2 separate regions of the Mus musculus genome follow, and region 2 is linked to region 1. The links are chromatin contacts, called in public HiChIP or PLAC-seq maps. All regions are on one chromosome and are shown on one strand. The core of a region is the stretch at or near the end of the contact, and the rest is flanking DNA. Distances in the headings are between cores, read along the strand shown. Region 1 has its middle 12 kb from the start of Gm52443. Region 2 overlaps Slc6a8 (solute carrier family 6 (neurotransmitter transporter, creatine), member 8).

Region 1 (5,100 bases), core at 1,052-3,551:
GTCTTCACTGGGCTGTGGCAACTCCTCAGATAACAGGTTCAGGGAAGCTGGGCAGTGGTGGCGCATGCCTTTAATCCCAGCACTTGGGAGGCAGAGGCAGGCAGTTTTCTGAGTTCAAGGCCAGCCTGGTCTACAGAGTGAGGTCCAGGACAGCCTGGGCTATACAGAGAAACCTTGTCTCAGAAAAACAAAAACAAGCCAAACAAACAAAGAAACAAAACAGGCTCAGGGAAGAAACAGATCCTGAGACCTGGCTCTGCTTGCTACAGTCTACACACAACAGCCTACTCTAGAACATCAGAATACTCTAGGGCCTGCTGGCAAACTGTAGCTTCCCCAAAGCTCAGAATCTCTGAGCATTCCTGCTCCTATTTCTCCCCCATCTCCTCCTCTTCCTTCACTTGCCAGGCACAGGCTCGGTGCTCAGAAAGCCTGCTCTAGGTCCATTCCTGACACCGTTTTCTTGGGGTTTCTTCTATCCATCTAGACCCAGCACCCATACTCTCAGAGGAGAGAAGATGAAGGTTACAGCTGCCCACTGGCTTCATGTGCTGCCCTGGCCACCCTCAGCCAGTTTGCCTAATGACCAGTTCACCTCATTACCAGGTCAGCTCCATTGAATTTGGAATTCAAATGAAGGAGTTGATTTCACCTTTTATTCTAACAGCTGCTCTTGCTTGATCAGTTCTCTAATGATCGATTTTACTGATTGGATAAAAACGTTATTTGAAACCAATTTACTAAAGGTCTTCTGTCTGTCATCATTGCAAGGCTGTGCATCACAACTGCGACAAGGACTGGAGATCCTTTTCTCCCGATCCTTTAAAAGTGGACGTGTCTAGCTGCAACCATGTTTTCTAGATCTCCACTCCACAGCTCTTTCTACAGAGCTGTCTAGCCCTGGGGCTCTTCATGGCCACGCCCTGGCTAGGGCCACCTGGACAGAATTACCACCATGCTGGGTTCTGTCACAGTGACAAGAAGACTGAAGGACTGTATCTAGCTCAGAACTAAATGACTCATGATAAAATCCAAATTTTCTTCATATAATGTATTTACTCACAAGAAAAAACACTTTTAGATAAAGGTCCTTTTTTGTGTGGAAGGCAAAAGAAAAACTCTTAAACATTCCAGCATAGAAGACAGAAAAGGACAAAGGTTGGATGTGGCAGGAGTGGCCTCTGGGCCACTAGTTGACCCTTAGACGGAACAGGGACTGAGCCGAAGTTGCTTGGAAACTGCTGAGCTGTATTAGATTCCATAGAACAGAAGCCCAGATAAGAGCTCACTGTCCCCACAATACTGATTTGTTGAGGTGACCTTGTGATCTGTTAAATTACAAAAAATTGGGAGAAAATAAGGGGTTATTGCAGAAGCAGCCACAGTCTGCTGCACCTGGAACTATCAGAGCCCTTTCCAGGCGCCTAGTCTGGCTCTGTTCACGGCACTCCTTGTGCCTGGAGGGCACAGGCCCTGTTCTCTAAGACCTTTGTCCAGCTTCTAGCCTTGCCATTACCTCTCCTAAGCCTCTAAACTGAAGGCTGGACCTCTAGTTCTGTCCTCCATTGTCTCTCAAAGTAACATTTTGTTAATGGTTTAACCCCCCCAAACTCAATGAAGAGTTAGTTCAAAGAGTGCCACTAGAAGAGAACTGTCTCCACCCCCCCTCCCCCAGCCAGGGATTGCTCAGAGAGTAAGCTTTGGAAGAGCTGGGTGTGGGGATGAGGGTACTTGCTGGACTGGACTTGCTGGATGGAGCCTTTGTCAGCCGGCTAGAATTTCTGAAGGCAGAAGGGCTATCTGGGGAAAGTTAATGATGGGTGCTGGGAAAGAAAAGCAGACATCCTTACCCCAGCTCTTTTCTGCTTTTGTATGGGTCTAGAGCCTGAGAGGGGCCGGGGAGGGGTACGAATCCTTGTTTGGAGAGGGCACTGGGCTACAGGCACTGGTGAGACCTAAAGAAGGGTTCCAAAGGAGGGGGCAGACAAAGATACCACTCCTCACCTCAACCCTCAACTTTGGCTTAAAAAGAGCCTTGCCTTCCCCAGCTAAGGAGGGGGTGGGGAGGAGCAGAGATGGGAGGTCAGGCCACCTCCCTCTCCATTCCAGTCCTTTCCAGCTCCGAGGATGTGGGGAGGGGGAAGGCTTACAGGGGATTTGAGTCTGGGCTGAATTTTAACACTGAAAAAGACCAGAAAAGTTAATGGGCGGGAGTGGGGGGAGGTGCAGAATACACAGTGAGCGGCATAAACAAACTCCGGTGAACTGCACCAACAGGAAAGGTCTGGAATGGCCGGCAGAACGTCCGGAAGTGCTGGAGGGCTGCGGGCCCAGGTGTAACTCCCCCCTTCACTCCTGAGCTCTGGTGGCCAGCCTGGAGCCTAGCTTCCACCGTGGGGGGTCTCTCTTCACTCTCCTCAGTTCCAGGCAGGACAGATCCCAGAGCGGCCCACCCCCCTCCTTGAAAGGATAGCTGGCCCTCTTCTTTCAAAATAGCTGTATTGACTTGTGGCCTTCTGACTCTAGGAGACATTTCCAATGAGCAAGGGGAGGCTAGGAGGTGGGGTGGGAACAGATAAGAGTGGACAGAAAGCACTGGGTTGAGAAGTCCTTTAGATGGCAACACCTTGCTTTGCTTTCCTAGGAGGGTGTCAGGGGGAGGGCCTGCTGCTCTGGGTCCAACAGGGAAGCTGCAGCAGGCTAAGCTCAGACCTATTTGCAAATTTCTAGCTCTTCTGAATATATCGTATTCAGCTAGCTTGGGACTTTTCTGGAAGACAGCCTTCTGCTAGGCTTCTCTGGCCAGAAGAGAAGATGGGTCCCAGAGTTCTGAAAAACATGTTCAATGGTCAAACCAACAGCATGTTCTGTTTCTGCATTTGTTGGCTTTAGCCTGCCTCTCTTCCTTTGATCTATGAGCTCAAGAGTATGTGTGGGCTCCCATTTCCTCTCTGAATCTTGGTTGGATCTAAGACCATTTGCTACCCCCGGTCTCTTTTTGGTAGCTCTCAGCTGCACCCAGGGCCATCACTTCCACACAACAGGCTGCCTGATGGCTGAGAGGAAACCATGGCAACAGGAGGCAGAGAGGATATTCCCATTACCCCTTAGAAAGGGCAGCCAATTTCTGGGACCTGAGCCCATTTATTCACTACTTGTGTACTTTGCGATGCATTTCAATTTTGGAGAGATGGCACTGAGAGTATTGGGCCTGAGTAGGGAGACAAGTGGCATGCTTTCCTTTTTCTCCAAAGAGCACTGAAGTACTGCCTCCAACCTCCAAGGCCATTTCTGAGTTCATACATATCTCCAGAGGACAATCTGATCCCCTTTTCAGACAGTCAAGGGGAAATGTATTAGGGGTCACTGGGGACATTCCTCACTACCTGAACTCTTCTGAACAGGTTTCTCTTCTATTTCCAGCACGAGGACCCTTTTAGCGCTTTCAGGCCAGGTGCTGCTTGTGATTTCCTGAGGCGTTGGGGGTAGAGGAAGAGAGCATTCCTATGAGTCAACACTCTAACCGCCTGTGCCTAGGGTGCCCCACCACACGTGTGCACACGCAGCTGGGTGACTTTGGGTCTAGACAACTCTGCCCCCTAGTGACAGGATGAAACTAACATACAGGCCAGAGATAGGGGAACAAACTACCCCAGCAGCTAGAGCTCACTGGAATTCCCTAGGGGGTCTTTGAAAATAAATCATATGGAGAACCAGACTAGGATCTTCATCTTCTTGATGTTGGGTGGAAGGAGAAGCCACAACTTGCATAGTGAGAATTTTGGTTTCTTTCTTTCTTTCTTTCTTTCTTCCTTTCTTTCTTTCTTTCTTTCTTTTTCTTTTTCTTTTTTTTTTTTTTTTGGCTTTTCGAGACAGGGTTTCTCTGTGTAGCCCTGGCTGTCCTGGAACTCACTCTGTAGACCAGGCTGGCCTCCAACTCAGAAATCCGCCTGCCTCTGCCTCCCGAGTGTTGTGATTAAAGGCGTGCGCCACCACGCCCGGCTCGAATTTTGTTTTCTTTAAAAAATATAGAAATATTATGGGAATGTGCTTTTGTTTAACCCCAGGTGTGGGATAAAGAGATGCTTCAGACTGTCCACAGCAGCTGACTGTGATTTGCCTTGTGCTCTGGCAGGGGTGTAGTTTTGCCACCTGCAGAGAGTTTCTGAAAAATGTGTGCCATTTGAAACTCTGGGGACTTTTCCAAGGGTATGTAAATGCCAGGGCCCAGAGAGGGAGGGCGGGTTGTTGTTGATTGCTGGTGGTTGCTATTAAGTAGTTGTGCACAAAGAAGAAATGAGATATCCTGATGATGAAGCTCAAATTTTCCCCAAGGAGCTTGATGCCCTTAATCAGTAGGGTTAGGGGGTTGAAAGAGGACAAGACGTAGTGAAGGAGGATGAAAGAAAGGAGAACTCATCTGCTGGGTGGAAATCATGGCTACTAGACCCCAAGGATGGTGATAACCCCAGGGGAAACACTAACTTCTCTTCAAAATACATGTCAAAGTTCTCTTTCCTGCAGCCTGTCTCAGGCACTGTCTCCTTAGCTCACTCAGTTGCCGTGAGGAGGGGAAGTGATCTCCTGGGTTGTTTGCTATAGGTCAGGGAGCACTGTGTACCAAGAAAGTGGAAATCCTGATCCTATGGCTGTGTGCCAACACCTACCTGCATGAGCTCTTTGGGCCTCCCCCAGATGTAACATGGTTCGTCCAACATATTTTTGGTTAACTTTTTGTTTTTAAATTATACGACATAGAATGATATGAAGATAGTGCAGGCAGCTATGTACCCTTTGGCCAGTTTCTCCCAGTAGTGATATCTTTTTGTTGTTCTTGTTTTGACACAGTTAGTCCTGGATGTTCTAGAACTCACTATGTAGTCTAGACTGGCCTCTTTGCCTCCCTAGTGCTGGGATTAAAGATGTGTACCACCATGCCTGACTAGTACTGATATTTTACAGAACAATGTACAAATCAGGTTCCAGAGATTATTGTCCTGGGACTTCACATAGTGCTGCTGAAGTTTGTGTCTGGTCCTCATTCAAAATAACTTCCTTCTAAGGCTAGAACTGCCATAGGGGTCCCCACTGAACTCTTCC
Region 2 (5,100 bases), core at 1,192-3,691, 88 kb before region 1:
GTTCAAGGCTAGCCTGGTCTACAAAGTGAGTTCCAGGACAGCCAGGGCTACAGAGAAACCCTGTCTCAAAAAACTGGAAAAAAAAAAAAAAAAAAAAAACCAAACCAGGAGTTTGGGCCAGAGCAGAGGCCTGTAAAGAAAGACAAACTGAAGATGAGTGCTGAGAAGAGGGCAGGGAGGCTACAGTCTGTCCCAAGTGAAGACTGCTTCCTGCTCTGCATGGAACAGAACCACTTTGCACAGAACAGAACTAGTGTTGGCTGGTTACCATCCCTCCTGTGGCGCCACATACTCATCAGAGGCTGCCCTCTGTGCACTAGGCCCCACCCTTCCAAGACCTGTCCTCTATAACTTTTTTTATATTGTGGTAAAGCGTAAATGTATATACTTATAATACATCCTAAAACATCTTCACCATTCTTAAGCACATAGTTTTGATGCCATTAAGCATTTACACATGTAGAACTTGGTGTCATGTTTTTAAACCCCAGCCCCTGGTCTGGGGTTAAGCCTCATCATTCTATTTAGTCTCTAGGAGTTATTTGTGAGGAGAATCATACAATGTTCTTATTTCACCAATCATCATGTCCTTCAGGGTCATCCATACAACATATAACTCAATTCCTTTTTCAGGCTAACTAAAATTACATTCTGTTAATAAACCATAACTTGATCATTCATTCATGTACATATTTGGGTCTCTCTCTCCCTTCCTCCATTGGGCATTGAACCTAGTGTGTTCTACATGCTAGGCAAGTGTTTTACTTTTGAGCTGTATCTCCTGCTCTTTGTTTTGAGACAATCTTCATAGGTTGTCCAAGATGGCTTTAAACTTGCCCTGTAGCCCAGGAAGACATTGATTTTGCAATTCCCCCTTGCCATAGCCCCCCAAATAGTTGGAATGGCCAGACTCAGCTAACTCCACCTCCACCTCAGCTGGTGCCTTTGGCAATCCTGGGAGTTAAACCCAGGGCCTTGTATAGCTAAGTAGCTGCTCTGTCATAGATTATATGACATAGATTATATGATATTAGATTGTAAGGAAAGCCTTGAACTCACTCTGCAGCACGTGCAGCCTTGAACTTTTGATCCTCCTGCTTCAGCTACCTAAGTAGCTGGTTTGACAGGCCTTTGCTACCTGGCCTAGCTGACTTTTTGAATTCCCATTTCAAATGAGGCTTTTCCATGTTACCCGAGGCCACTCTTATCTGGGTCCCTATAATCTCTGCCACACAGTGAACTATATATAGCACCATCATCTTTGATCCTTGAAGGCCAGTCAGGGCCCAGGATGTTATATGTTGCTGAGTCTTCCTCCGTACCCACTTAAGCTCCACCCTCAGCCTTTCCAGACTCAGGACTCATGTGGTGAGTACTTCAGAAGTTTTAGCTCCAGGCCAGACTTTCTAGAACGGCAAAGTCCTGTGTCCATTTGCCAACCAGAGATCTCTACTTGGATGACATTTCCCAGACGACATGCCCAAAGCCCAATTGTCCCCATCACAGGACCTGGCAGCACCATTCTTCCTGTGGCTCAAGCCAAATCTCTGATGTTTTCATCTTGACTCCTCAATCCTGCATCATGTAGTCATCCACAGCCCCTTCTGGTCATGCCAGGAAAGAAGACCCCAAGCCAAAGAGTCTCCCCAACCCAGCTCCAGTGTCACTGGACAGGTCCAGATGCTGGCCTCTTGTTATCTGTGATCCTAGTGTGCCATTTACTTTTAGATCTTGGAAGGCCACTTGCACACAAACATACTTCTCTCTCTCTCTTGATCCACCTGCCTCAACATCTCAAGTTCCGGGCTTACAGGCATGAGCCATGGTGGTTGGTTTAGAAAAAATCTTGGAACAACTCATAGCTACAGCCTCGCTCTGCTGCATTTGTTCCTATTGAACTTACTGTCACCCCATGCTCTTCAGTCTAGAGGGTTGAGGCTTCCTTTCCTGCTCTATTTCCAGTTTCTGACATGGTACTAGGTACAGAATCCCTCAGAATGGGCTTTAGTGAATGCAAGGCTGGAGCTGGAGGAAGGTTCCCACACCTGCATCCCCACCTAATTCCTCTTCCAGAGAAGCAGAAACAGGAGCCAATTTTGGAAAATGAAGTGTTTTTATTGCTATGTTTGCAGTGGCTTTTTTAGCACAGTAAGAATGTCCCCAAAGGCTTGCACCCTTACCCAGCCCCACCTCTCTGGCTTAGTCCAGCTCTGTGTGAAGGAAGCCTTTCTAAGGGCTACTTGGCTGTTTCAGGCTTGATGGGACACAGATGTGGGTTTAAGCTGCTACACGGAAGACTTGAGATGTCGAAAGTACATCAGCCTTTTAGCTTGGAGGTGGGAGCCATGCCCAGGATCCCTTTCCCGGGCTTTGTCCATGGGAAATCCCTGCAATCCTGCCCAGGGAGCTGGGTGTGGGCAAGTCTGAGCATGTCAGGTGAGCAGACCCAGATTCCCTGGAACAGTGTTACAGCCTTCCGTCCCACAGACTTAGAGGCAAAGGAGCAGTGTGGGGACACCATTGAGGCTCCCACTTTCCCACTCCAGTCTCTGGCTGGAGACCATACAGAACATCCATACAACAGACTCATATATATACTCAACAGCCTGAAGCTTTTGTTTTGCCTATGAAAATTAAGTCTATAAATTCACACTCCTTGGCTAGGGTCAGAGAAGAAAGGTGAGGATGTGAAGGAAAGGAGTGGAAATGTGGAGATGGTGGGGGCTTTTTAGAAATATACAAGCAGAAGTCTCACTCTCAAGTTTTTCTTATAAAATGTGCAAAATATAAGCCTCCTTTGCCCAGAGGCTGTGTTTACTTCTGGTATTCACCTTCACTAAGGGATAAGAGATCTACAGACCTACACATACACACACATACACACACACACACACACACACACACAGAGGGGGGTGTGCACTCAGACCCAAGCTCACACAGTTAATATTGGTGGCAATTGGCGCAGGAACACAAAGTTCCATTGCTGACTGGCTCTCTAGCTTCTAGAATAGGGGTAGGAAGGGTCTAATTCAGCTGCAATATTCACATTGGTTCCACTGTCCCTCTCTTCTCCTCCTGTCCTACCTTATTTTCCCTCCTCTCCTGTTACCCAAGCTGCCACTGTTGTTTCTAGGGCAAAGGTATGTTACAGAGCAGAGCTTGGGAGGCAGGCAGGTGGGCTTGGCAAGGCTAGGAGATGGGTCCTGGGCACTGGAAAGAAGGAGAGGAGGTAGGGCCTGGAAGCAATGCAAATACCAGCTTAGTTGTGGGGTGGGGAGGAGAGGCATCTATTTTTGGTGGGTTGTGATATTTTTGGCGTTTTATTAAAAATGGAAAAAGTTATTTTTGTTAGCACTCATGGTGCTCCCTCCCCTCCCCCAGGCAGACCCCCAAACTGTCAAGGAAAGGCAAGCCCCCGGAGGGATGAGTGGGGGCTAAAGTTGGGGCTGCTATGGCTACCAAAGGATGAGCTGGTGATGTGAGCTGGGGGTGCCTGTTACATGACACTCTCCACCACGACGACCTTGCTGCTCTCGGACACGGGAGTCAGGGTGGTCAGGCCCCTGACATCTGCATCCTGAGCTCTGTATTCCAAGTGATGGAGGCCCCAGATAGGCTGGGTCAGGTGCTGCCATCGCTGTGGGAGAGGAGGGCATGTTGAACTTCCCATGGGTCACATGCAACTGCTTCCACTCTCTAGCTCCTACTATCTGCCACCAAGGCAGGTGTGCCTCCCTGTAGTGGGTTAAGTTGTCTTTGTGTGGAGCCAGGGAAGTGAGAGGTGGGTCTTGCCTCCTTGCTGCTACATGAGGTCATAATGGGTTAGCTTTCCTTCCATCTATTGCCCCCTCCAGTCTGAGCTGGCCATGCTTGTGAGCAATAGTCTGTTCCTTTGAGGAACAAGGTAGGTAGGGACCTTACCTCTGCCATGGTTCCTTTTGCCCTGAGGAGACAGCCCAGGAGGTGGAGGGGTACACATAGCATAGAAGAGAGTGCAAAGGCCCAGCCCATAGCTTCACCCCACCATGGGTACACGTAGGTGTTGTTGTAGACCAGTGGCTCGTAGTACACAATGTTGAAGATGAAGATGCCCTGTGGACACAGATGCCTGCGGTCACTGGTGCCTCACTACACCACACCACTTGCTTACTTCCCCAGCCTTACCATGCAGACCAATGGGGTGAAGAAGGACCAGCACCATTTCATCCAGGGGCAAGGTCGGTACCCAATCATACAGGCAATGTCATCCATGAAGCGGTCAGCTCCTGGAACAGGATGAGGTGGACAGGAAGGCTAGAATTGGAGACCATTTATCCCCATTCCACTCCACAATTTCTAACCCAGCCCTTCATTTTGACTTACCATAAACCCAAGCCACAACTACACACTCCCAAAAGGCTTGCCAAAGCAGGGTAGTGCCACTAGCTGAGTAGTAGTCAAATAGCTGGAAGACGTACATTCCACCCTGAGGAACAGAGTCAGGTCAGAGAAGATGGCCCATGGTTGGAAACTGACAGTAACCCACCTTACCCCCACTCACATCAGTCACCATGGAGAGATCGATGACAAAGCAGAGGGCGCAGCAGAGAGCAACGGAGATCTCCCTTTGGAAACGGAAGTAGTAGGAGGCCGGGAGGAGATCCAGGAGCCCGGTAATGAAGCCCTCCACACCTACAAACTGTGGCCAGGGTACCTCAGGCCCAGGTCCCCCATGTCCCCATGCACCTCTTGCCCAATGTGCCAAGTCCCCTGACCACCACCATCCCCTACCCCATTCCTGCCCTAGAGCTCCTGCAAACCTGGCTGTCCAGACCGAGCAGCAGCAGCATGAAGAAGAACAAGGCAGCCCAGAGTGGGGCCACAGGCATCAGTGTGACAGCCCGTGGGTAGGCAATGAAGGCTAGACCAGGCCCTGAGTGGAAAGATGCAGGGTGAGACTGGCCCTCAGCACCATCCTGAATATCCTAATGCTCAAGTCCTCCCTGTCCCCCAGATAATAAAATAATAAAAATCTGAGGACTGTTTGTGCCTTAGCATGGCTAAACCCACTGAGGTCCTATAGGCATCTCACATCAGAGTTCTGAAAGGCTGTGGTCCTTG

Evidence for each region. HiChIP or PLAC-seq counts read pairs in DNA pulled down with a chosen protein or histone mark.
Region 2: an H3K27ac HiChIP or PLAC-seq map of embryonic stem cells shows a contact between it and region 1, with 5 read pairs. The contact joins two enhancer-like sites. A contact is called at or near these places in 1 of 115 datasets of contacts at active chromatin or transcription factors (embryonic stem cells) and 2 of 9 other capture datasets (adipose tissue and liver).

What each region holds. Positions count from the first base shown.
Region 1 is chrX:73,591,857-73,596,956 of GRCm38.p6, reverse strand. No RefSeq gene overlaps it. Among named protein-coding and RNA genes, the nearest start is that of Gm52443, 12 kb to the right of the region's middle. Within about 2 kb of position 2,301, at least 39 of the 459 cell types and tissues checked have an H3K27ac peak or open chromatin away from gene starts, as enhancers often do. A contact at or near this core is called in embryonic stem cells, where this site is marked.
Region 2 is chrX:73,679,497-73,684,596 of GRCm38.p6, reverse strand. Slc6a8 (solute carrier family 6 (neurotransmitter transporter, creatine), member 8) reads right to left here. Exons shown (of 13, transcript NM_001142809.1): 8 at 4,800-4,912; 9 at 4,541-4,678; 10 at 4,363-4,465; 11 at 4,165-4,265; 12 at 3,922-4,092; 13 at 2,095-3,637. The coding sequence ends at 3,497. Among named protein-coding and RNA genes, the nearest start is that of Gm32261, 7.7 kb to the right of the region's middle. Within about 2 kb of position 2,441, at least 17 of the 459 cell types and tissues checked have an H3K27ac peak or open chromatin away from gene starts, as enhancers often do. A contact at or near this core is called in embryonic stem cells, where this site is marked.